Linked DNA regions of Mus musculus: all the other regions are linked to region 4. A link is a contact called in public HiChIP or PLAC-seq, Micro-C and promoter capture Hi-C data. All regions are on one chromosome and are shown on one strand. The core of a region is the stretch at or near the end of the contact, and the rest is flanking DNA. Distances in the headings are between cores, read along the strand shown. Region 1 holds the start of Slc30a4 (solute carrier family 30 (zinc transporter), member 4). Region 2 holds the start of Hypk (huntingtin interacting protein K). Region 3 holds the start of Sqor (sulfide quinone oxidoreductase). Region 4 holds the start of Spg11 (SPG11, spatacsin vesicle trafficking associated). Region 5 holds the start of Bloc1s6os (biogenesis of lysosomal organelles complex-1, subunit 6, pallidin, opposite strand). Region 6 holds the start of Spata5l1 (spermatogenesis associated 5-like 1). Region 7 has its middle 30 kb from the start of 4930417H01Rik.

What was found. Promoter capture Hi-C pulls out the DNA fragments that hold promoters and counts their contacts. A called contact is a pair of places that touch in the nucleus more often than the background predicts. HiChIP or PLAC-seq counts read pairs in DNA pulled down with a chosen protein or histone mark. Capture Hi-C pulls out chosen DNA fragments and counts their contacts.
Region 1: a contact with region 4 is called in an H3K4me3 HiChIP or PLAC-seq map of pro-B cells, with 4 times the contacts expected there. The contact joins the promoter of Slc30a4 here to the promoter of Spg11 in region 4. A contact is called at or near these places in 1 of 484 Hi-C or Micro-C datasets (uterus) and 4 of 115 datasets of contacts at active chromatin or transcription factors (bone marrow-derived macrophages, forebrain, pancreatic cancer cells and 1 more).
Region 2: a contact with region 4 is called in a promoter capture Hi-C map of pancreatic islet. The contact joins the promoter of Hypk here to the promoter of Spg11 in region 4. A contact is called at or near these places in 1 of 39 promoter capture datasets (erythroid cells), 2 of 115 datasets of contacts at active chromatin or transcription factors (bone marrow-derived macrophages and pancreatic cancer cells) and 3 of 9 other capture datasets (adipose tissue, liver and pancreatic islet).
Region 3: a promoter capture Hi-C map of hematopoietic stem and progenitor cells shows a contact between it and region 4, with 2.4 times the contacts expected there. The contact joins the promoter of Sqor here to the promoter of Spg11 in region 4. A contact is called at or near these places in 3 of 39 promoter capture datasets (hematopoietic stem and progenitor cells and liver), 5 of 115 datasets of contacts at active chromatin or transcription factors (astrocytes, bone marrow-derived dendritic cells, embryonic stem cells and 2 more) and 1 of 9 other capture datasets (adipose tissue).
Region 5: an H3K4me3 HiChIP or PLAC-seq map of embryonic forebrain shows a contact between it and region 4, with 7 times the contacts expected there. The contact joins the promoter of Bloc1s6os here to the promoter of Spg11 in region 4. A contact is called at or near these places in 5 of 39 promoter capture datasets (3T3-L1-derived adipocytes, the HPC-7 cell line, embryonic stem cells and 2 more), 2 of 484 Hi-C or Micro-C datasets (CD4 T cells and olfactory sensory neurons), 5 of 115 datasets of contacts at active chromatin or transcription factors (the NIH/3T3 cell line, double positive thymocytes, embryonic forebrain and 2 more) and 3 of 9 other capture datasets (adipose tissue, liver and pancreatic islet).
Region 6: a contact with region 4 is called in a Micro-C map of embryonic stem cells, with 5 times the contacts expected there. The contact joins the promoter of Spata5l1 here to the promoter of Spg11 in region 4. A contact is called at or near these places in 7 of 39 promoter capture datasets (cranial neural crest, frontonasal cranial neural crest, liver and 3 more), 6 of 484 Hi-C or Micro-C datasets (cerebellum, cerebral cortex, cortical neurons and 3 more) and 14 of 115 datasets of contacts at active chromatin or transcription factors (SST interneurons, astrocytes, cardiomyocytes and 8 more).
Region 7: a contact with region 4 is called in an H3K4me3 HiChIP or PLAC-seq map of pro-B cells, with 4 times the contacts expected there. The contact joins the enhancer-like site here to the promoter of Spg11 in region 4. A contact is called at or near these places in 1 of 39 promoter capture datasets (pre-B cells) and 7 of 115 datasets of contacts at active chromatin or transcription factors (double positive thymocytes, embryonic forebrain, embryonic stem cells and 3 more).

Annotation. Positions count from the first base shown.
Region 1 is chr2:122,701,392-122,704,117 of GRCm38.p6, reverse strand. It overlaps Slc30a4 (solute carrier family 30 (zinc transporter), member 4), which reads left to right and starts at 1,455. Exons shown (of 7, transcript NM_011774.3): 1 at 1,455-2,088. The coding sequence starts at 1,698. 4930417H01Rik (a long non-coding RNA gene) reads right to left here and starts at 1,479. Exons shown (of 5, transcript XR_866691.3): 1 at 1,134-1,479.
Region 2 is chr2:121,455,796-121,458,733 of GRCm38.p6, reverse strand. It overlaps Hypk (huntingtin interacting protein K), which reads right to left and starts at 1,646. Exons shown (of 4, transcript NM_026318.3): 1 at 1,443-1,646; 2 at 1,033-1,088; 3 at 691-742; 4 at 294-585. The coding sequence starts at 1,628. The coding sequence ends at 490. Serinc4 (serine incorporator 4) reads left to right here and starts at 1,970. Exons shown (of 12, transcript NM_001025371.2): 1 at 1,970-2,279; 2 at 2,579-2,743; 3 at 2,893-2,938. The coding sequence starts at 2,181.
Region 3 is chr2:122,764,029-122,766,853 of GRCm38.p6, reverse strand. It overlaps Sqor (sulfide quinone oxidoreductase), which reads right to left and starts at 1,495. Exons shown (of 10, transcript NM_001162503.1): 1 at 1,415-1,495.
Region 4 is chr2:122,116,656-122,119,775 of GRCm38.p6, reverse strand. Spg11 (SPG11, spatacsin vesicle trafficking associated) reads left to right here and starts at 1,390. Exons shown (of 40, transcript NM_145531.2): 1 at 1,390-1,655. The coding sequence starts at 1,408.
Region 5 is chr2:122,736,725-122,739,820 of GRCm38.p6, reverse strand. Bloc1s6os (biogenesis of lysosomal organelles complex-1, subunit 6, pallidin, opposite strand) reads left to right here and starts at 1,459. Exons shown (of 2, transcript NR_156706.1): 1 at 1,459-1,739. It overlaps Bloc1s6 (biogenesis of lysosomal organelles complex-1, subunit 6, pallidin), which reads right to left and starts at 1,316. Exons shown (of 5, transcript NM_019788.3): 1 at 1,117-1,316. The coding sequence starts at 1,198.
Region 6 is chr2:122,629,299-122,631,999 of GRCm38.p6, reverse strand. Spata5l1 (spermatogenesis associated 5-like 1) reads right to left here and starts at 1,375. Exons shown (of 3, transcript NM_001033256.4): 1 at 241-1,375. The coding sequence starts at 1,314.
Region 7 is chr2:122,671,600-122,674,416 of GRCm38.p6, reverse strand. No RefSeq gene overlaps it. Among named protein-coding and RNA genes, the nearest start is that of 4930417H01Rik, 30 kb to the left of the region's middle. Within about 2 kb of position 1,381, at least 49 of the 459 cell types and tissues checked have an H3K27ac peak or open chromatin away from gene starts, as enhancers often do. A contact at or near this core is called in pro-B cells, where this site is marked.

The DNA.
Region 1 (2,726 bases), core at 206-2,705, 580 kb before region 4:
CTGTCCACAAGCAAAGGTAAGGGAATTTACCTCCTGAAGAGTGGGGTCATCACAGAATTTATGGACAGAGCTTAAAATATGGCTTTGTCGTCTCATCACTTTCTCGAGAATCCAGTGAGACACGAGTGAAAGAACAGAACGCACAAAGGCAGTCCTCCTCAGCACAGCGCGCTGGAAATGTCCCCAAACAACCCATCCTTTTATTTCAACTATTCTTGAAACATTCACATCCCTCCTACCTTGAGGCTGCATTTAAGAGACTCCGATGACACTCCTGAAACATTGTAGGCAGTTAAATGGGACATTAAAAACAACAGAACAATCTACTCCTAAGATATTTGGAGCCGAGGAATGTAATGGCTCGTAAGCTGTCTCCCTTTGGCTATTACCATCGTGTCCTGATTGATGAAATTCTAGGCAATAGCCTTCCCTTCCTGATCTCGGGACCATGGAGGGTCTAATTTGCTTTCATGACTGCAGCTCTGGGGGAAAACTTAGGACTGAGGGATCACTCTGGAATACAGAAGTAGCCAGGGCTTTCTTTTCGCACCGGATTCTAAGGTGTCAACAGAATCGTTAAAATTGCCTCGTGTGATTTTTTTCATTGTATTTTTGTGACCTGAAATTTTGGTAAGATATAAAAACTTTTTAAAATATTGTCTTTGTAAACCCTGGGGAAGTAGGAGCTTGCAGGACACCACAGGCAAGATGCAGGTGTAGCCCCGTGTCTAACTTGCATGAGCCCCTGGATTAGATCCTAAGGATCTCAAAAGGAAAGAAAGGTGGAAGCCAAGGATTTACACTTTAAAATGAATTCTACCAACAGTGTTGCCTTTAATCTTGCTTCTTGAGGACATTTGAGAATGTGATGAAACATAGGGAAAGTAAGCTCACACAATTGTGCCCAAGGAGCGTAGCAGTGAACACAGAAGGAAGACACATATTTGCTGAGAAACAGGAAACTTTAAAGCAAGCCATAGAACTACTGACCATCCTAGTCTTGTCCTAGCCTTTTGACCAAGATAATCGGCAATTTTTTGCCGATTGGGTAGAAGAAAAGCTACCAGGATTCCCACTTGGTAAGAAAGCACTAAAGGACATTTTCCACGGACCATCCATAACCAAGATCGGACCTGAGATTCCCGAGACCCATCTCCAGTGGAGGGAATTCAGAGCAGTGACACCCAGCTCCGGGGGGACCTTCCCGCGGCACACCCGGGGGCTCAGAGCGCACAAGACCTCAGAGCCCGAGAGGCGGGGCCGGGAGGGCGGGGGCAGGGGGCGACGCGCGACCACGCCCCCTCGGCGCGCCCCCAAGCGGCGGCCTGCGTGCCCGCGCCGACCCCTCCCCTCGCGCCTCGCGGGCGCACGCGCCGCCTCGTTCAGGGGCCGGAGGAGGCCGGGCCTGTCAGACCCCGCGGCCGGCCTCCCAGCGGCACGGGGCGGGCGGGTGCAGTGGCTGGGGCTCGGCCTCGGTCCCTGGCCCGGGTCGCAGTAGCGCGAGCTCCGGGCGGGGATGCGCGGCGGCGTCGGCCCGCAGGTAGCCGAGCACCGCCGAGTCCGGAGCTGGCGCGCGGCCGGGGCGCGGCGACAGGAGCGGGGTCTCGTTCTCCTCACGATGGGCAGGGACGCGCCGCGCTGCCCTGAGGAGCCCGAGCGCCGGTGAAGGCGGAGTCGCCGGCCGCCCCTCCGCTGCCATGGCCGGCCCCGGCGCGTGGAAGCGCCTCAAATCCCTGCTGAGGAAAGACGACACGCCGCTGTTCTTAAATGACACCAGCGCCTTCGACTTCTCGGACGAGGTGAGCGACGAGGGGCTTTCGCGCTTTAATAAACTTCGAGTCGTGGTGGCCGACGATGACTCGGAAGCCCCGGAAAGGCCTGTGAACGGGGCGCACCCGGCCCTCCAGGCCGACGATGACTCCTTATTGGACCAGGACTTACCTTTAACCAACAGTCAGCTGAGTTTGAAAATGGACCCCTGTGACAACTGCAGCAAGCGACGCGAGTTGCTGAAGCAGAGGAAGGTGAAGACCAGGCTGACCATCGCTGCCGTCCTCTACTTGCTTTTCATGATCGGAGAGCTTGTAGGTGAGTTGTGTCGCCGACTCGCTTGCCTTTGACTTTGTCCAGCTGTTAGCTACGCCGGAGTTGAGGTGGAAACTTTGTTTTCAGGAAGTTTGCTGAGTATCTAGACTTTCGTGGGTCCATAGGAAAGGGACACGGGATTCCAAAGTGCGGTTCCCGTGAGCGCCCACTGAGAGCTTGCAGGTATATCTTGTAACTCCCATAAACAGTGCCTTTTACTGTAGGGTTTAGGGTGTTATCTTGACTGTATATCATGTAACTTCTCCTTTTACAGATTCTGATAAAATGCCAGGTTTATCTTTCAACGTCTAAAATAATTCTGACATGGATTAGAATCAGAATTTTATAGTACTAAGGGATGTTACTGAACACCATTCTGTTTTCTCACACAGAAGTTCTGAAGGGATTAGATTATGAGGAATCTTATTGGGAAAAGAGAGAGCCATCCACAGTACCAGACTTTCCTCTCTGTCTACATTTTGGTTATTTGATGCTTATTTATGCCGCTTCCTTTTGAGCTTATAGCCAAGGGCTTTACAAAACTCTATACAGCCAACTAATTAAAAGTTCATTATTAAAAGGAGTATCTACAGTTTGCTAGAGGTCTCCCCGGCAGCTGCAGAAGCTAGGGTTTTTTTTTT
Region 2 (2,938 bases), core at 397-2,896, 660 kb after region 4:
GGAGGGGTCTCAGTTTGGAAACAGCCTGGTTTATACAAGAACAGATCCAAGGGGAAAAGTGCATAAGCTATCCTAGAAACATATGCATTTGGATCTTTTGCAGAGGATCCAAATGTACTCTACATTGCCAAGAAAGAGCTAGTCAGGTGAGTGATACTAACATACCACTTAGTATCTGCTGCTTAGAGCTGGCAAGATGGCTTGGTAGAAAAGGGCACTTAAATTTGTTTCCCATGTGGTAGTTATTAGAAACACTATGGCAGTAGAGGAATCACACACACAATATAAGAGCCTGCATTTGAACATTAGGTACTTCTTTATACTGATTGTTCACACAGTTTCATCAAGGTCCAACATAGAAACTGACAATAAAATAGAATATATAATGCATTTGATCTGAGATGAAACTGAAGAAAAAAAAAAAACAGCAAAACAGAACACTTTATTTCAGTCAGTCAGTCAGTCCAGAATGTCTAAAAAAGCACATTATCAGTTGGTTAGGGCAATAAGAGCCTCCACCACATTGCCCATGTGTTCCCTCAAGCTCCTTTCTGCTGCTGCTCGAGAGATCTCCATTTCCGTCATCTGCAAAAGGGAAAATCACGTCACCAAAGCCTCTTCTCCACTTGTTTCAGGAGCCCAAATTAGGTAGCACTTCTCTTGTGAATCCATTAAAAAATTAATACTCACTATCAACTCCAGATCTTCCTTCTTGATAGTGACCTTCGCCAGTTCCTTCTCCCTGTAAATATTTATACATTTCTTTTCATTCTCTGCCTCTGCTATAAACTCCCAGAAGGAACACTCCCAGCTACTCACTGAAAATGGGTGGAACAAGGTTTACTGAAAATAGCAAATAAACGCGCCAACTCTTTCCCCTGGAGGTTTTACAGTAAGGTATCCTGGAATCTTTCCTTCCACTAACAAAGTTGTAATCCCTAGATCTGTAGAAATTGGTTAAAGACGTAAACTTTTTTTTCCCCTGGAGAACGAGGACCTACCGGTAGTGCTGGTGGTGTGCTTTAAACTTACCGCTCTTGTTTGGCCTTTTGTTCCCTGGACCGTCTGTCTCCAATGACGGACATAGCCTGTAGAAAACACGAGTCAAGTTATCTACCACCGTGCCACGCAAATTTTCTGATCTAAAACGCAATACCAAAAATAAAAACCACGTGGTTTTCAGGTATTCACAACTACGAGTGTTCTCAGGACCAAAGGACTACGCCTAATTTCGTGCACATGAGATCTATTTAGGCCCAATCTCTATCGAATTCTTAAGCAAACAGCAGACTGGGTGGGTGCTGTCGCTTAGCCCCACCCTACTGCCAAATCCCACCATTGCTATCAGCCTTCCCGGAGCCCCAGTGAGCAGCAAACCGGTCAGTCTCACCTCTCTCCCGCCCCTCTCTCAACCCCTCATACAAGCTCCCAGCCAACTTCACCGTTTCAAGATTCGAACTCTGGATCTCCTTCTCCTCCGCATAGTCAGTAACCCGCTCTAGGTCAGCAGCACCACTGTCATGTTTCCTTGGCTTCTCGGGAGGCCGCTCCGGGCCGCTGGTCTCGGTCTCTAACTCCAACTCCACGTCTCCCTCGGTCGCCATTTCGATCTCACCGCGCCGCCGCATAGGCTGCCGCTTCACAACTTCCGGCAACCCTCACAGCTTCCGCCCAGATAAGGGGCGGGGTAGGCGTGGACCACACCTTTGTGCCTGTCTTGAGAAGCTTCAGCTAGCAAAGAGGTTCGCTTTTGACTTCCTCTCCAGCTTGTTTTCTGCAGTCTCCTTCGACTATCTGTTCACTACCCACACCACCAAGGCACATTGTTCCTAAGAGCAATCCTTTCACACATAGAGACACACACATGGAATTCTGTCCAATCAAGGTGGCTAATCCTAAACCAATTAAAAAACCTAATCCCTAGACCTGATAGGCCAACTGCTCCTAATCTCAGAATAACAGTCCGAATGATCCCGAATAGGAAGCCCGGCGAAGGCATCTTCACAAGACTATTTGCATCTATCTACCACTTCCTGGTAACCTGTATTCATTTTATGACATGTCTATGCTGCCTTAAGACGAATGATTAGGCCAGCAAAGCGACTGTCCAATGGGCGAAAATCCCGAGAAGCTGCTGTTTCTCGTCAGTTTTTCCAATACTGGATCTACATCTAACAAAAATGATGGGTGCAAAAGTTGTCACCGGCCGGAGCACCACCCAGGGTCTTGCACAGCAGCACGGTGGAGTCAGTAATGTAGTGGAAACCCCCTTCAATCAGGTGAGACATTTGGGAAGAGATAGCTAAAAAGCTAGGAGTTGGGATGAGAAACCTGGTTCTTTGCCTGGGTAATAGGTAAACATCTCATTCCACATTCCCAGCCATAGATCATTAGGAAAAAGTTAAGTGGTTCAAGAATACACCAAAGTTTAAAGTTCTTGCAATGAAAACCTTACTAGTGCTTTGTGGAAGGTAATCCTAAGAGGCTCATAACCAGACAGAAGGATGGAGGGTTTGGGAATTTGACCATTGGTTAACCCCACACCCTTTGAAAAACTCTGCATTGCTTCTATCCCCAGGCATCCTGCTGTGGACCTGTTTCTTGGACCAGTGGCTGCCACTCTCTGACAGAGTCTAGGTGTAGCCGCCTGCTCTACATCCTCCTCCACGTGGGAGCCTCAGCAATCTGCTGCCTCCTGCTTTCGAAGACAGTGGTAGAAAGGGTCTGGGGCAAAGCACATGGGGTAAGTCGGCAAGGGTTGCAATGTGAGGGAAAAAAAAAAACCTTTAAGATTTGGGACAGGGAGCAAAGGAGTCAACCTACCAGTAAAAAGTTGAGACTGTCCATAGATTGTGGCTGGCCCTGACTTTTCTCACAACCAACTCCCTGCAGATCCAGATGCCCTCAGTGCTATGTGCCCACCTGTTTGGCAGCTCGG
Region 3 (2,825 bases), core at 246-2,745, 650 kb before region 4:
CCAGATTTAGGGATGTAAAGGCCAGTATCAGACAAGGTTGGGGGGGGGGGGCGTTTTACCTACCGCATCCCTCTGCATCAAGTTCAGTAGGGATGCTTTTCACCTGTGAGAAGGCATTAGGCTTGGGGGAGGAGTGCCGGGCTTTTCTCATTCTCTTCCTTAGGAAAAGCAGATGCCCAAAGAAGCTGGGGATAGAGGACATAGTGGTAGTTCAAGAAAGTGTTAAACCCAAGAAGCTAAGTTGCCTAACAAGTAATCAACACCCTTTCTGCTAACAGGGTATCTATCTAAATTGAGGTCCATTCATCTGAATGAAAGAAAAAAAAAATCTTCACCTTCCACTGATGTCTACTTGAAATTTAACATTCTCTTCAAGGACTGTGTAGGCAGCTGGCCACAGCAATATTAGCAGTATTTATGATGTTTTAGAAATGTGTTTACAGGTAGTGCCTATATCTTGAATTCTATATTCTGAGCTATTCAAAATTATAATAGTTATTTGCTTTTTAAATTTATATGGCATTCTTTTAAATACTTTAGTGGCTGTTTTCTTTCATCATAGCCTGCCTTAAATTTTATGTTTTTAAAAGTCTCTTGAGAGATAGATGGCTCAGTGGTTAAGAGCTCTTACGGAGGGCTTACTTCCAGAGGAATTGAGTTCAGTTCCCAGCACCCAGATGAAAGCTTATAACCCCAGTTCCAGGGCATTAGGCATACATGCAAACGAACTAACTATACACATGAAATAAAATAATAAAGTTTAAAGCAAAAAGGGAAATCTTCTAAGAAAGAGTCCTTAGTTTTCCCCCAAACTCAGAACTGTCAGAGGTAGCTGCAGGTTTTAAAAAAAAAAAAAAAGGATCAGAAAGCTGTGTTTACAGAGGAGAGGTTTACAGCCTGTGCAAACTCTCTGACTCAGCTTCAGTCTGTGAGCCCTAGAAGCTGGGGTGGCTCTCGGAGAAGTAAGTAAAAGTAAGGTGAAAAGTTTCACCAAAGAGCCTTTTCTCCCTTGTACTAATTGCCAATCAGCCTGGCCTGTGCTTCTCCGCTGACCACCTCCCACCCCCAGCGCCCTGGGTACCTCCCCAGATCAATGCCAGTCTCAACCCACCCGGCAGGCAGGGCAAGGTGCTGAGTGACAGACAACAAGTGGAACTAACGTTTCTGAAATTCCCACGCACCGAGACCACACGTCCAAGCTGTGTGGGTGGAGAGGGTGCCAGGGCCATCCTCTCTGCATCGCTGAGGCTGGGCCACTAAGGAGAAAGCATTGAAGTCCACCGAGTCCCAGACCAAAGGGGAGTCTGTCAGGGGTTGGAAAAGAAGAAGGGCGGCCGGGAGCGCGGAGACAGAACCGAGGTGGGCGACAGCGAGCGGCTATAGGAGGGTAACAGCGTCGTGGGGTGCGTCTTACCGGGCTGAGCGACACCGTGGGCCCCAGCGCTGGCGCAGCAGAAACTACTGTGGCGCTGGAGCGCTGGCCTCGCATAGCCCCGCCTGGCCGCCGGGGCGGGGAGGCAAAGGCCAGGGGCGGGGACAGCCACCACCCCCACACCCCCAACCTCCGGAGGAGGAAAGGCCGCCAGGGCGCTACCCAACAACAAACCCGGAGGGGAATGCGCACCTTGGAGCAGGCACGGACACCGGAGGCATGGGTGGTATGGGTGATCCTTGCTCCCCATGTCCTGCGACTGTCCCCACGCAGCCTAGACGCTTTTCTTACGCCTGGGGTGCAGACAAGGCCACCTCTACTCAGAACCGCGCGGCACCTTCCCCTGGAACCTGCTGGCTCCTAGGAGTTGTTCTTTTGGTGCCTGACAAGTCACTGTTCTGCCCCTTCTAAGGACTGACTGTTTGAAGGCACAAGCCAGAGACCGCGGCTTCATGTGTTAAAACAAATACAGTTCCTAAAAGTTGCTAAGGCCTCAACTTAAAAAAAAAAAAAAAAAAAAAAAACCTCAAAGAACACGCAAATGCCACCAACTTTTTTTTTAAGCATAACTAAGTTTCTTTCGCACTTGTTTGATTATATGCATTTTAATAGTTTTTGAGTCACTTCTTTCAAACTGTCTTCACTCTGAAGGATCTATAGAAAAATTGCTTGGTCGCAAACAGGGACTACGGGTTTGATGGTAAGCCTGGTGGCACTTGCTGGCACCTGCACCTGCAACACTGCCTCCCTAGTAATTTTCCGTGACTTTGTGCAGCAACAGGTAAGTCTGGTAAAGAACTTGGAAACAAAACCAAATGTGATCTGTATTTACTGATAAAGCTATTGCTGGAAACAGCGTATTAAGACTATGTAAAAATAATCCTTAATGTCTGCCATACTCTAAACTAAAACTGAATTTATTTTATCAATAAAATGTTTCACATACTTGAGAGTTGAGGCAAGGGGCGGGGCACCAGAAAAAAATGTTCAGGCCTCAGGACAGTTAATTGTTGTATAGTACTGAACATAACCCTGATTTCCACCCTCTAAGTGCCAACAATTGTAGCCCAAAGTTTTGACAAAAGCAAAACTCTACACACATATTTCCAAAGCAATTCGTACTATTCTTCATCTCTCCTTCCTCTCCATCCTCATTAAGAAGTCCTGGTTCCTGTGAATGAATCAAGGGCAGTCTGTTTGCAGGGTGTTTGGAGGTCTATGGCTGGAGAATCGAGTTGGAAGCCGTGTCCTGAATAGTTCCCACACGCTGGGGCATCTATGTATCGTTCTATTACCCCACTGAAGTCCCTTCTTTCCATCAGTGTCTTGCCCATCAGACATTAAGACTGAGAAGTTACTCCATTGGCATTCCCCTTTTTCTTTCTATAATATT
Region 4 (3,120 bases), core at 141-2,640:
AGAAAGAAAGAAAGAGAAGAACATGGCAGCATTTTGTCAAATGAAGTCCTGCATTCATCAAGAAATACTAAAGTACCTTTTATGAGCCAGGCTGGGATTCAGGCAGGAAGATAACAGTGGTGCACAGGTCTCTGCTATTTCCAGGCTTACATAGAGTTTGGTCAGGAATTGACATAAAATGTTAATTAGTCATAAATACTATGATTTGAGAGTGACTGGAATAGAGAGGGGCTTTAGACTTTAGACTGAGCCAGGAAGGCATGTTAGCAGGTTGCCATTAAGTCAAAATGTTCAGTTTGTAGAAGTGGCTGTGTTAGAAAGACACTGTTAAGTAGGCATGGAGGCATAATCCTGTATTCCTAGAACCTGAAAAGCTGGTGAAGGAGGATCAGGTGTCTAAGGCCACTAGAGAACCTTTATCAAATAAATAGCTTGACCAAATGCCTTTTCAATAGCTCTCTACCTCTTCTCTTCTGTATCAGATTGTACTTTCCTGAGAAAAACAGAAGAAATTGAAAGGTGAACTATTTCACCATCTCTACTCTGTATGCATCCATCTGTTACAAAGGATATCGTTTGACTTCAATCTCCATGTTAACCTTCATGTTTGTAACAGAGTCCTTGGTGGAGGACCACAAAGAATAGATTGTTTGACCTCAAAAGGAGATCTATTGGTCTGAGAAGTTTACACTCCCAAATCCTGAGACTGGGTACCCACGGGTACAAGAAAATTCATCTCGAAGGGTCTGAAAATTAGTTTTTGCAGTCAGGAGGAGGAAGGGCTTGTAGAATTTATTTTATTTTATTTTATTTTATTTTTGGTAAACTGCTCTTCAAAACTTCCTGATGGGGGAAATGAGTCAGATTGATTTTTCAAACTCTGGGATCCCAGGCATCTGATGGAGATAGTTGCTTTCCAAAACTCCATACCACTCCGTAGAGGGGCCGATTTCTCGAAGCCGGGGATGGGGGGAGGGGGTCTGTTGTGAAGCCCTGCTTTTTTTTTTTTTTTTTAAAATGGTAGAGGGTTCTTTATTAGTTCTAGACTTTAAAAGAGTACTTGCTACCAAGAAAAGCGCACTACCAGATGCCTGTTAACCGAGCAGCACAAAAAGTGAAGAGGAGCCAGCAACAGGGTTTCAATGGAGTAAGAAGCACCTGCCTTAGAAATCTTTGGTAGCAAGGACAGCACAAGCAGCTGAAAGGCCCTGGCGTATTATTGAATTGAGCTGAGCAGGGAGGGGCAGGCGTGGTTTTTGCAGGATTCCGTTTAGAGCCGCCTCCACCCCAAGCTGAGCAAATGCCGGGCGCAGGACCGCCTCTCTCGTGAGAGTCACAAGGTCCGAATCACTGCGCAGGTCCGTGACGCATTCGGGCGCCTCTACCGGAAGGACCGCCCAGGCCAAGATGGCTGCCCAGCCAGGGCCCGGAAGTGCTGCCTCCCCCGGCTGTGCCGGGGCCATGGAGCGGGTCCTGCCCATGCTGCTGGTGCGGATCCCAGCTGAGGAGACGGCGCAGCTGGGACCGCGGGCGCAGCTGCACCGAGAGCTGGAGGCCCTGGGGAGCCTGACGGCTGCGGGCAGTCTCCAAGTGCTTTCCTTGGCGCCGGGCAGCAGGGGTGGGAGCAGCTGCTGCCTCCCAGGACCCTTTAGGCAGTAAGTGCTGCGGGACGGCTGCAGGCTGTGGGAGGAGGCTGAAATCTGAGCCGCTCCGGAGGGGAGTCCTGGGCTCGCCTCTCGCCGGCCCCTGGGTTGGTGGGAGAGGATGAACCACTGGGGAGCCTCCTCAGGATCGAGCCCCGTGCCTCTCGGAACCTTTCCCATCCCGAAGTGAAATCCTCACCTTGTTGCAACTCACGGCTCACTTCCTGGGTGGACAGAGAAGATGTCTCACTCCTTGATAGCCCCTGCAAACCCTGGATGGGTCTCAGCACAGGTCCTGTTTCTTTAATTCAATACAGATTGTCACTGAAAGGAGTTCTAAGCCTATCTTTCTCTACCTCCTCCTCCCCCTCTTCACTATGTATCCCTAGGTATTCTAGAACTCGAAATATAGCCTGGAGCCTACAGAGATCGGCCTGTCTCTGCCTGCACTACCAGACAGTCTACTTTGTTTTAAAATGCCAGATAAGGCTTATTTCTAAAGCATTTTTTTTTGTCTCTAAAATAATGTTTTCTTGCAAACACAGCCACCACCACGCCCACTCCAGCCCCTGCTCCTCTTTAAACTTGTCCATTCATTTACACAAGTGCTCTGAGGTCACTGAACGGTATTCCAGCCCTACGTTTTCCATGTTTAAATCACAGTCTCAAGATATAGCCAGATTGGCTTGCAATTCACAATCCTCCTGTTTTACCCCTTCTAATGCTGAGATTACAGGCTTGTATACTCCATACCTGGCATGTCCGCTGTTTCTTAGACATGAGGCTCCCATGGATTGAGAAGGTAGAGAATTACAATATTATATTGCTTTCCACTTTTCATAAAACAGTTTACATCATAAAGTTTAGAAGTCCCCTGAGTATATGCTGACCTTTTTAATAAAGGGAAGTAAGTATTTTAGGATCAATCTATATGAGACTGTATAGCCAACAGGTATCTCACTTTGAGTCTCCAGGCTCTTCAACAGCTCTATAGACACAAGATGAGTTTGCTGAGTCAGCAAGTATTTTAACCCATCTTTTTACCCCCTTGTGATACGGTCTCATGGAGCTCAGGCTGGCCTGGACCCAAGGATGCCTGTGAGTTCCCAACCCTCTTACCTCCTCCTCTCCAATGCTGGAATTATAAGCACGTACTTCCATCCCAGCTTTCTACTGTTCTCATGTCTGGTGTGTGTTGGAGTGCCTGTGTGTTCTTGGTATATAAAGGCAGAAATGGGAACTGTCAGTGTTTCTAATAAGAACCTCATAGCCACCCCATTTAATATAAACTTATTATTGTAGAAAAGCAAAGTTTTTAAAAGAAGTTGAAACTATCAGAGTGGTAGCCTCATCTCTTTTAGTGTTTTCAGAGTTGGGCCATATTGACTGATCTTAAGATAGGTCTTTCTCTGTAGCCCAGACTGGCCCCAAACTCAGTCTTCTTGTCTCAGCCACTAAAGAAAGTGATTGCTATCGA
Region 5 (3,096 bases), core at 210-2,709, 620 kb before region 4:
AGTGCCAATTCTATGGAAAATTCAGTAAGTGGCAAGAAGCCATTTTAGGATTCTAAGGATTCATGCCTGGAGCTTGTGTTGGGGCAGTAAAGTTACAACAATGGACACACCATGCTGTGAGAATGAGAGACTAGCGGTGGTAGCTTTACACTGCTGAGGGGAGATAGATGCTAATGCCCTGCGGAATCCTCTACATGAAACAGAGGGAACTGAATCCAAGAGTGCAAATTCAGTTTCATGGGAGAGTAAGCTCACACCATTATCAAGAAGATCAGACAGCTGAGGCTAGGGATCTAGCTCTGTAGTAGAGCACTTGTTTAACATGAAATAAGTCCTGAGTTGAACCTGCAGCTAGCACCTATCCCTATCTCTGCCCTACTCTCTGACATCTGCTTTTATTTATATGCATACCACCCATTCGTTATGTGCAGAAAGAGAGAAAGAGGGGGAGAAGGGAGGGGAAGGGAGAAAGAGAGAGGCCCAGGTTCCAAGTAGGTACTACAGAGTATTACTAATGTGACTGAACAAGTCATGAAAGGGATATGTCATTAAAGAAAAGCACTGCCAGGAAATGCTGGGTTATTTGTAGCTTCCTATTTCTGAAACGCAGAGATTATTTTTAGAAGCTCCATCTAGCTTCTCTCATATGAACCAATGCTCACAGAAAATGATTTGAGTGGTGTTTTCAATCTCACAAAAACGATGGTATAAACAGTGCCCATCTGCCTATATAGCAAATTAACTGCTTCGTCCAACGGACGCCTTCGGGCATCAATGCTTAAATTTCTTCTGGAAATGTGCGGACGGCTGCTGGAGTCTCGGATGAAGTAATGTCACCTAGGAGGTCAGAGTATTTCATGAGTAGACACTATTGTACAGTTTCCTAAAAATCTACCTTCTCTCTGGCAGACTGATCGCCAACCACTAACCCTGTGACAAACAGTTGAAAAGCAACACAAACGCAAACCTTTAACACAAACCGCACCCAACAGTGCGTTTCCTCGCGGGACCAGGGTTGCCTGGCCAGGATGCTCTAGGCAGGAGGGTCGCCTGCGCTGGAGTCCCACCCACTCGAACCCGGCCCCTGTGGGCAGTCGCCCCGCAAAACAGCCGTACCCGGCGTGGGCTCGCCGGCCTCCAGGCTGTCGGAAGGCCCCGTAAGGACCCCGTCTGGAGGCGGTGGCTCAGGAACACTCATATCCCCGCACTGGGCGCTGCGTGAGGCGAGTGCTGTGGAGAAGTCACAGGCAAAGAAACCTAACGCGTTCCAGAGTCCATCCGGACGAAAGCCGCCGAGGCACACGGAAGTGACGAAAGCGGAAAACCTCGCTTTCCGACGCAGAACGTTACTGCAAGTCCGGAACGCCCGCCCCCCCCCGCCCCCCCCGTGTCAGCGCCCTAGGCGCAGCCGTGCGCGTGCGGGTTCGGTTTCACAGAGGGTGGCCGGCGGAACCCGGAAGAGAGGTTAGAGGACCGGATGTCGCCATAACCGTGTGAATGTCCCCAGTGTTGTGTCCAGTTTATAACTCGGGCCGCTAAGTGAGTCAATACGAACTCTGAGCTTGAGCGTTGCTGAGGATCTCTTCCAGTGCTTGGAAATGACGTAAAGGCTTTCTTGGAGCATCATTTGGACAAATTAAGTCAAATTACCAAAAGCACATGCTGGGCTCCTGTAAGATGATATCATGAGTTCTAAAGGAAAGTATGTAGACTTGGACAGACTCAGCTCCACAGCAAATGTAAGGATTCTCGACCCTTTTGTAAACTCTGACCTCTAGTAGCATCTCTAGTTGCTCCTCAGGTTACCTGTTCAGTTTTCCATATTGTAGCCAAAGCTATCTCAAAAAAAAAAAAAAAAACTAATATAAATAAACAAATAATGCCATGCCCCTGGAATGCACTGGCTCCCTATTGTCACCATCTTATGTTCAGTTTCACTTTAGCCACTTTTCAAGGGTAACTTCTCAACTCTCCACGGTAGAATGTCCACAGACTAATCCTTGAGACTTCTAAATATATTAGAGGGCATGGCAACGAATAAAAGCTACTAGTTAACATAACCTTAAAATAGGAAGGGTACTCCAAGGACCCAAGGTAACAGTCTGTAAAACTGATGGGGTGGGGCTGTCTGAAAAAAGATTTGATTACAAAGGATGATTAAACAAACACTGATGGGTTTGAAGACAGAGGAAGGGAGTCATTATTCTGGATGGTGGGTGACCTCCAGAAAAATTGGTAACCAATTCCTCCCCTAAAGCTTTTGTAATGGAACTCAACCCTGTGAGGTTGCTGAACTATAGAATGTGTAATAATTAGTGTTGTCATACAAATAGGAAAACAATTTATTACTCTTCAAACATCTTGTGCAATCTGGGCATTGTACGCTGTCCATTGTGCTTGTTCCTGTTTCAAACTAGAGTATCTTTTTCAAAGGCCTATTCATCTTTTAAGTGCTCTAGGATAATATCTTTTTTATTGTTTTGTTTCACAAGGTGAGGTGTCCTGTAGCCTAATCTGGCCTTAGACTCAATATGTAATTAGGGATGGCCTTGAATTCTTGGTCCTCCAGCAGACACGAGCCAGCACACTCAAACACACCTTTACTGTGGACACCATTCATTATCTCATTATTTCCTCCCTTTCATTCAGCAGTCACAGTGAAGACATTTCACAACAACAAACATCCTCCTGCCATTTAGCACTGAGCTCCTCCTTGCATTCATTATTTTATGTTTTCTTCTTTTGAATTAAAAATGACAAATAGAAACTCTTATGCATAGAGTACCAAAATAATTCTCGATAAATTTGCTAATTGGTGAACTATTGATGCCCTAGCCCTAATTCCAAACTGTATATTCCAAAGTCTGAGTTATACAACATGGTAAACATGATGAAACACCTGGCACCCTTGCTTGGTTATAAGTTTCATGTACTAATGGTGTTGTGGTGCCCTTTGGAATAGAGCCATATCCTATGAGTTTTCATTGGCTCCTTCTATCTCTTGGCCAGTACTAAGTACATTTCATTAAATTTTAAATACTGGTTATTTAAATTTAATGGATGAAATAAACTGTTATGTCCTACCTTGTCTTTATG
Region 6 (2,701 bases), core at 126-2,625, 510 kb before region 4:
TTAAGGGCTTATGCCTGTTTTTATTCACCTTCCCTGCCTTCTCTTACTGTGACTAAGTTCTCATTCCAAAGGCTATTTCAGTTTAATATGCATGCATCAGGATTAGTTACTTCAACAAAGCAAATGACCATCCTGCTTCCCAGAACGATTTGAACCCAGGTTCTAGCTTGCATGTGACAAGTGATCTACAACTCCTGCCTGACCCAACATTCCAAAAAGGCGAGCTTTCAGGAACTTTACCTCTCTGTCAAACCTGCCCGGCCTGCGAAGCGCTGGGTCTAACTCGTCTGGCCGGTTGGTGGCTCCCACAACCACAAACTCCCTGTCCCTGTGGATGCCGTCCAGCAGCGTCAACACCTGGGCCACCACTCGGCTCTCGGGAGCTCGGTGCGGGCCGCCTCTCCGGGGACACAGGGCATCCACTTCGTCCAGGAAGAGGAGGCTGGGTCCGCGGCTGGCCAGCTCCTGGGCTCGTTGGAAGATGCGCCGCACGTTCTCCTCGGTCTCCCCGGGCCGGGAGCCCTGCAACGCCGGGGCGCTCACCGCCAGCAGCTCGGCGCCAGTCTCGCGCGCCACGGCCCGCACTAACTGGGTCTTGCCCACTCCCGGGGGGCCCGCCAGGAGCACCCCGCGGGGCACAGCCAGCCCCAGCGCGGCTAGGGCGAGCGGGTAGCGCAGCGGCAGGCGGAGCAGCTCCCGTAGGGAGTCGGCGGTCTCCGACAGACCCCCAAGGGTCACCTCCCCGGGAGGCTCGACCTGTGGCGGAGGCTTGTCACTGAGCGTGATGCGGGTATGCGGTGTGACCCACCCGCCGGGCTCTGGGTCCGGTGTCCCGCCCATCACGTGCAGAGCTGCGACAGGGCCGGGGACACCCGGCGGGGTGGTCACCACGTGTCCCCGAGACACAGGCCGGTTGCGCAGCAGCTCGTGCACTACCTCCAGCACCGCGGCGGAACTCGGGGCTCCCGCCTGGGGCCGCAGCACCGGCCACACCTCTAGGCGCCGCAGGGGCGGACAGGGCACGGGTTGCAAGCAGTCCATACCTATCCTCCCCGTGGCCACCCGGGCCCCGGGGCTAGCGCACTGCGGGTCCAGCTGCACAAAGCCATCCACCCTGTCGCGCCGCGGCCAGGCCGTGCAGAGGCAGCAGCCGCCGGCGGGCAACGAGATCCTCAGCGGCGAGCCCAGGCGCGCACCCAAGCTGCGGAAGGCGGCCGGCCCCAGGCGGCAGCGCTGGGTGTCCCGGTCCCGGGGATCCACCGGCAGCAGCTTCAAAAGTTGTCCGTCGGGGAAGGGCCCCGAGTCCGGAGCCATGACTCGGGGAACCACGCCGGGGAAAGCCCGGCAGCAATCCACCCGGCTGCCGGATGCAGGCGGCGCGCATGCGCCAAGAAGGAACAAGCCTCTGATTGACGGTCGAAAGGACTTCTGGGAAAGTGAGAAAAGCCTGGCTCTCCATAAACATCAGACGCCCGGTAGTCGGTCCAAGAGCCTCAATGAAAAGGTCTCCGCTGGCATCTGACAGACATACGGCTGCTCCATTAGGCCATAAGAGTTTTCATTTTGTGAAGTAAAAAGATTTCTTAAGGAAAAAAAGAAAACCCAAACTGCTGACAAGGTGTAACGTGCTTACAGATATAAACAAGGTGTAAATAAAATACCCGCCAAATTAATCATGATACTCGCATCTTATGAAAGATCTTTTATCCTCGTTCCAAAGACTTGGAGCGTCTAGAAATGGGAAAGAAGACATTAATAATAAGACATAATAACCATCTTCAATATGTAAAGGGATGTGTGTGAAAGCTAGCGTGCGTGTGGATAGCTGTGGTAAAGAACTGACCAGGAAACGGAAGTTTAATAGGGTGATCTTAAGAGGTTTTTCTCTGCATATTTTGACCATGGTCGCATGAAAGGTACAGCTGAGAGTCATAACTGATGCCCACTGAGGCAATTAGAGTGAACTTAACCTTTCAGATTTCAGCACTGATTTAAAACAGGGGTAGAGGCTAAGTTAGTGGGGATATGGTGTGGAGGACAGTACATGTTTTTTCGTGTTGCATAAAGAGGCTGATCCCGTTCAGGGCCAAACTATAAAGTTCTCTGACCTTGGCCAAGAAATATACAGCATCCCCACTAAAACAGCCACTCCCCTCCTTGTGTCACAAATATCAGGAAGGGATTGTGTTTCTGGGCCCTCAACTCATTCACACATTCTCAGTAAAACTATAGATTATCTTTCCCAGGCAGCCTTAACCCATCCTGCTCCTCTGAGTCAGACCATTTTCATTGTATTGTTTCAGTCATCCATACATCTGAATTCATCATACTTACAATCTTGCAGGAAACCATTCTAAGCTTGCTGTGATGGTTCATACCTATATCACAACATTTGGGAGACTAAATAAGGATTAGAACAATTTATAGTTCTACCTGGGCTACTTAGTGAGGTCTAGGCAAGCCTAAACTACAGAATGGAGAAAGGTATCGAAAGAAAGAAAGAAAGAAAGAAAGAAAGAGAGAGAGAGAGAGAGAGAGAGAGAGAGAGAGAGAGAGAGAAAGAAAGAAAGAAAGAAAGAAAGAAAGAAAGAAAGAAAGAAAGAAAGAAAGAAAGAAAGAAAGAAAGAAAGAAAGAAAGAAAGAAAGAAAGAAAGAAAAAGAAAACCTTGAAAAGAAAAACATAATAACAGTTCTGTGGTCC
Region 7 (2,817 bases), core at 132-2,631, 550 kb before region 4:
GTGAGCACTGACTAGAGATATCTCTGTCACATCACGTGTGACAGACAGAATGTGAGTTCTGGGAGCTCTGTTAGTCTAGTCTCCTGCACTGGGTGGTCGCCACGCCCCATCCAGTTGTCTCCTCTTTCTCCCCTCACCAACACCTGCACCCCATCCCCCCATCTATGCACCTCATGTTTGCTAGGTTACCTCAGACCTCCACCCATGCCCACTTATCTATTCACCTAAACTGCTCCACTTCTCAGTCACACTGGATCCTTCCTCCTATTTCTTGGCAGACTTCAACACCAAGCTTATCCATAGCCTATGCAGAGTCCATTTGGCTACAAGCACCTTAAGAACAAGATCAATATTTCAGCCCAGCGACTCCATCTTTGCTCAACGAGCGATAAGTCAATGAATCCAGATTGTAGACAAGCATGGGATTCTCTCCCTGACGCCAGCTCATGGGAGTAACCAGCATGCTCCAGGACTCTGTGGCCTGGTGTGATGGCTACTTCTGCTGTTAAACTAAACTTAATTAAAATTCAATATTACTATAGGATCTAGCCTCTTTTTTCTCCCATGTGTAAGCTCAAAGAACAAAGCAAGCCACGTGCCCTGAGTTCGTCTCTGGATTCCACCCTTCTTCCCCTGTAACCCCTTTTAATCCTAATTTATCTGCCTCGGTTTATTCAAAATATCCCCATGAGGTCTCCAATGCCCTTCCAACTGACAAAGCCCTTAGAGTTCTTTGAGTAGATTTTTGTTTTCTTTATTGAAGTCTCCTATGATTCAAACATCAAGACAATATAAAACAAACACACACACACACAGAGAAACAGACACACACAGAGAGAGAGAAAGGGAGAGAGAGAGGAAGAGAGAGAGAGCAATATCTCAAGTCAGCCCCCACTGTATACACTTGTGTTAGCTGCTTCTTAAGTCACTTCTCCCAAAGGGTAACTGCCCATTCTCTCCCTACCACACAGGACAGCACGCACAGACACACACCGCTGCTCAGCTGCTTTGCCGTCTGTGGCCTTCCATATCAGCACCTCCAGAGCCTTCTCAGGCTTGCTCCCCAAGTCCCAAAAGGATCGATCTGCCCACTCTGCCTCTGGGGACTTGGCTCCTGACACCACACTGGTTCTGCGCCTATACCCTTTCCTGCTTCTCCTCTCACCTCACTTCTCTGAGCTCTTATGGGGAGCCCTTGCCTCGCCTGGTTCCTGCAGTGCCCTCCAAAGCCCTGTGCTTCCCTCCAATGCTCAGCCTGTGAGGTGTTTGAATACTTGGTTCTCGGTGGGTTGTGCTGTTTGGGAAGATGTAGAGGGTGTGGCCTTTCTGGAAGAAGTACATCACTGGTGTTGGGCTTTGAGGTTTCAAAATTTGCTCCCTCTGTTTCCTGTTTGTGGTTCAAGATGTGGGCCCCCAGCTCTCAGCTTCCAGCTCCTGCTGCCTGCTGCCTTTACCCTGCCATCTTGAACTCTAAAATGCTAAGCCCAGGTAAGCCCGCCCGCCCTTCTTTCAGCAGCTGTGTTCCGCAGTAGGAAAGTAACTAGCACAGCTTGTAAAATTCAGCCCTTCCTGGGGAAATTTCCCAGGAAGCAGGAGCAGATGGCTGAGACTTTCCATTAGGCACAACTAGCTACGAGTTAGTGCACAACTAGCTACAAGTTAGTGCACAACTAGCTACGAGTTAGTGTGGAGCCTTCTGCATCCACGGCTGCCCTGCTCATTCTCACAGCCACCAAAAAACCAAAACAGACAAAAAACAACAAGGGGGACCTGCAGCTCCCAGATCACCTTCTGCTCTTTATGGGCATCCTCAGGCACTCAGACATCCCACCTTTGGAGAAAACAGTGCCCTTGCATTTCATCTAGCTTAAATTTTGAAAGCAATTAATAATAATGAGAAAGGCACAGCCAGAAAGAAAAGAGACACAGTGCATGAATATCAGAGGGAAGGAGCCTGGGGAGGTGGCTCCGCGGATAAAGGCATAAAGCAGATAAAGGCCACCAAACCTGAGCACCTCCATTCACTCCCAAAACCTACCTGGTGGAAGGAGACACAGACTCTTCTAAGATGTTCTCTGATACCCATCCACCCTCCACAAGTACACCGCAGCATGTGCATGGGTGCCCCGACCCAGAAATAAATACATAAATGTAAAAAAAAGAAAAAAGAAAGAAAGAAAGAGAGAGGGGGGGAGGGAGGGAGGAAGGGAGGGGGGAAGGAGGGAGGGAGGGAGAGAGACAGAGAGAAAGAGAGAGAGAGAGAGAGAGAGAGAGAGAGAGAGAGAGAGAGAGAGAGAGAGAGAGAGAGAGAGAGAAAGAAAAAAGGAAGGGTCGAGCAAGAGAGCAAGAGCAGCAGCTATGGCTGCCTAGACCTTGGATCAGGCTCTGTGGTAACTTGGGCTACCTCAGTTTCCAGCATTTGCACAGCAGCTGCTGAACACTACCCAAGGGAATATGTAGTGTGGCCGGCACCAACCACATGGTTAATAACCGCTAGTATCCATCCCTTCTATTACTCACACTCGCAGCCCACAGCTGCTCCATTAGCTGTGCAAAGACTGTGGATCTGTGGAGGTTCTGTGTTTCCCTGGCTAGGCACCATCTACTCTTGTAACTGTGCCCCGGGAAACAGGCCCCCTGGTACCAATCCATCTTGGCATCAATTAATGCTAGGGAAAGCAAGAGGATCTTAATGCTTTTAACAGAGCAAAGTAAAGTGACTTTCTGATAAAGACATAGTACAGGATATAAGCCAGTAAAACAAAATGACTACATCAGAAATCCCCATGGAGAAGGTTCTGTTCAATAAACAGAACA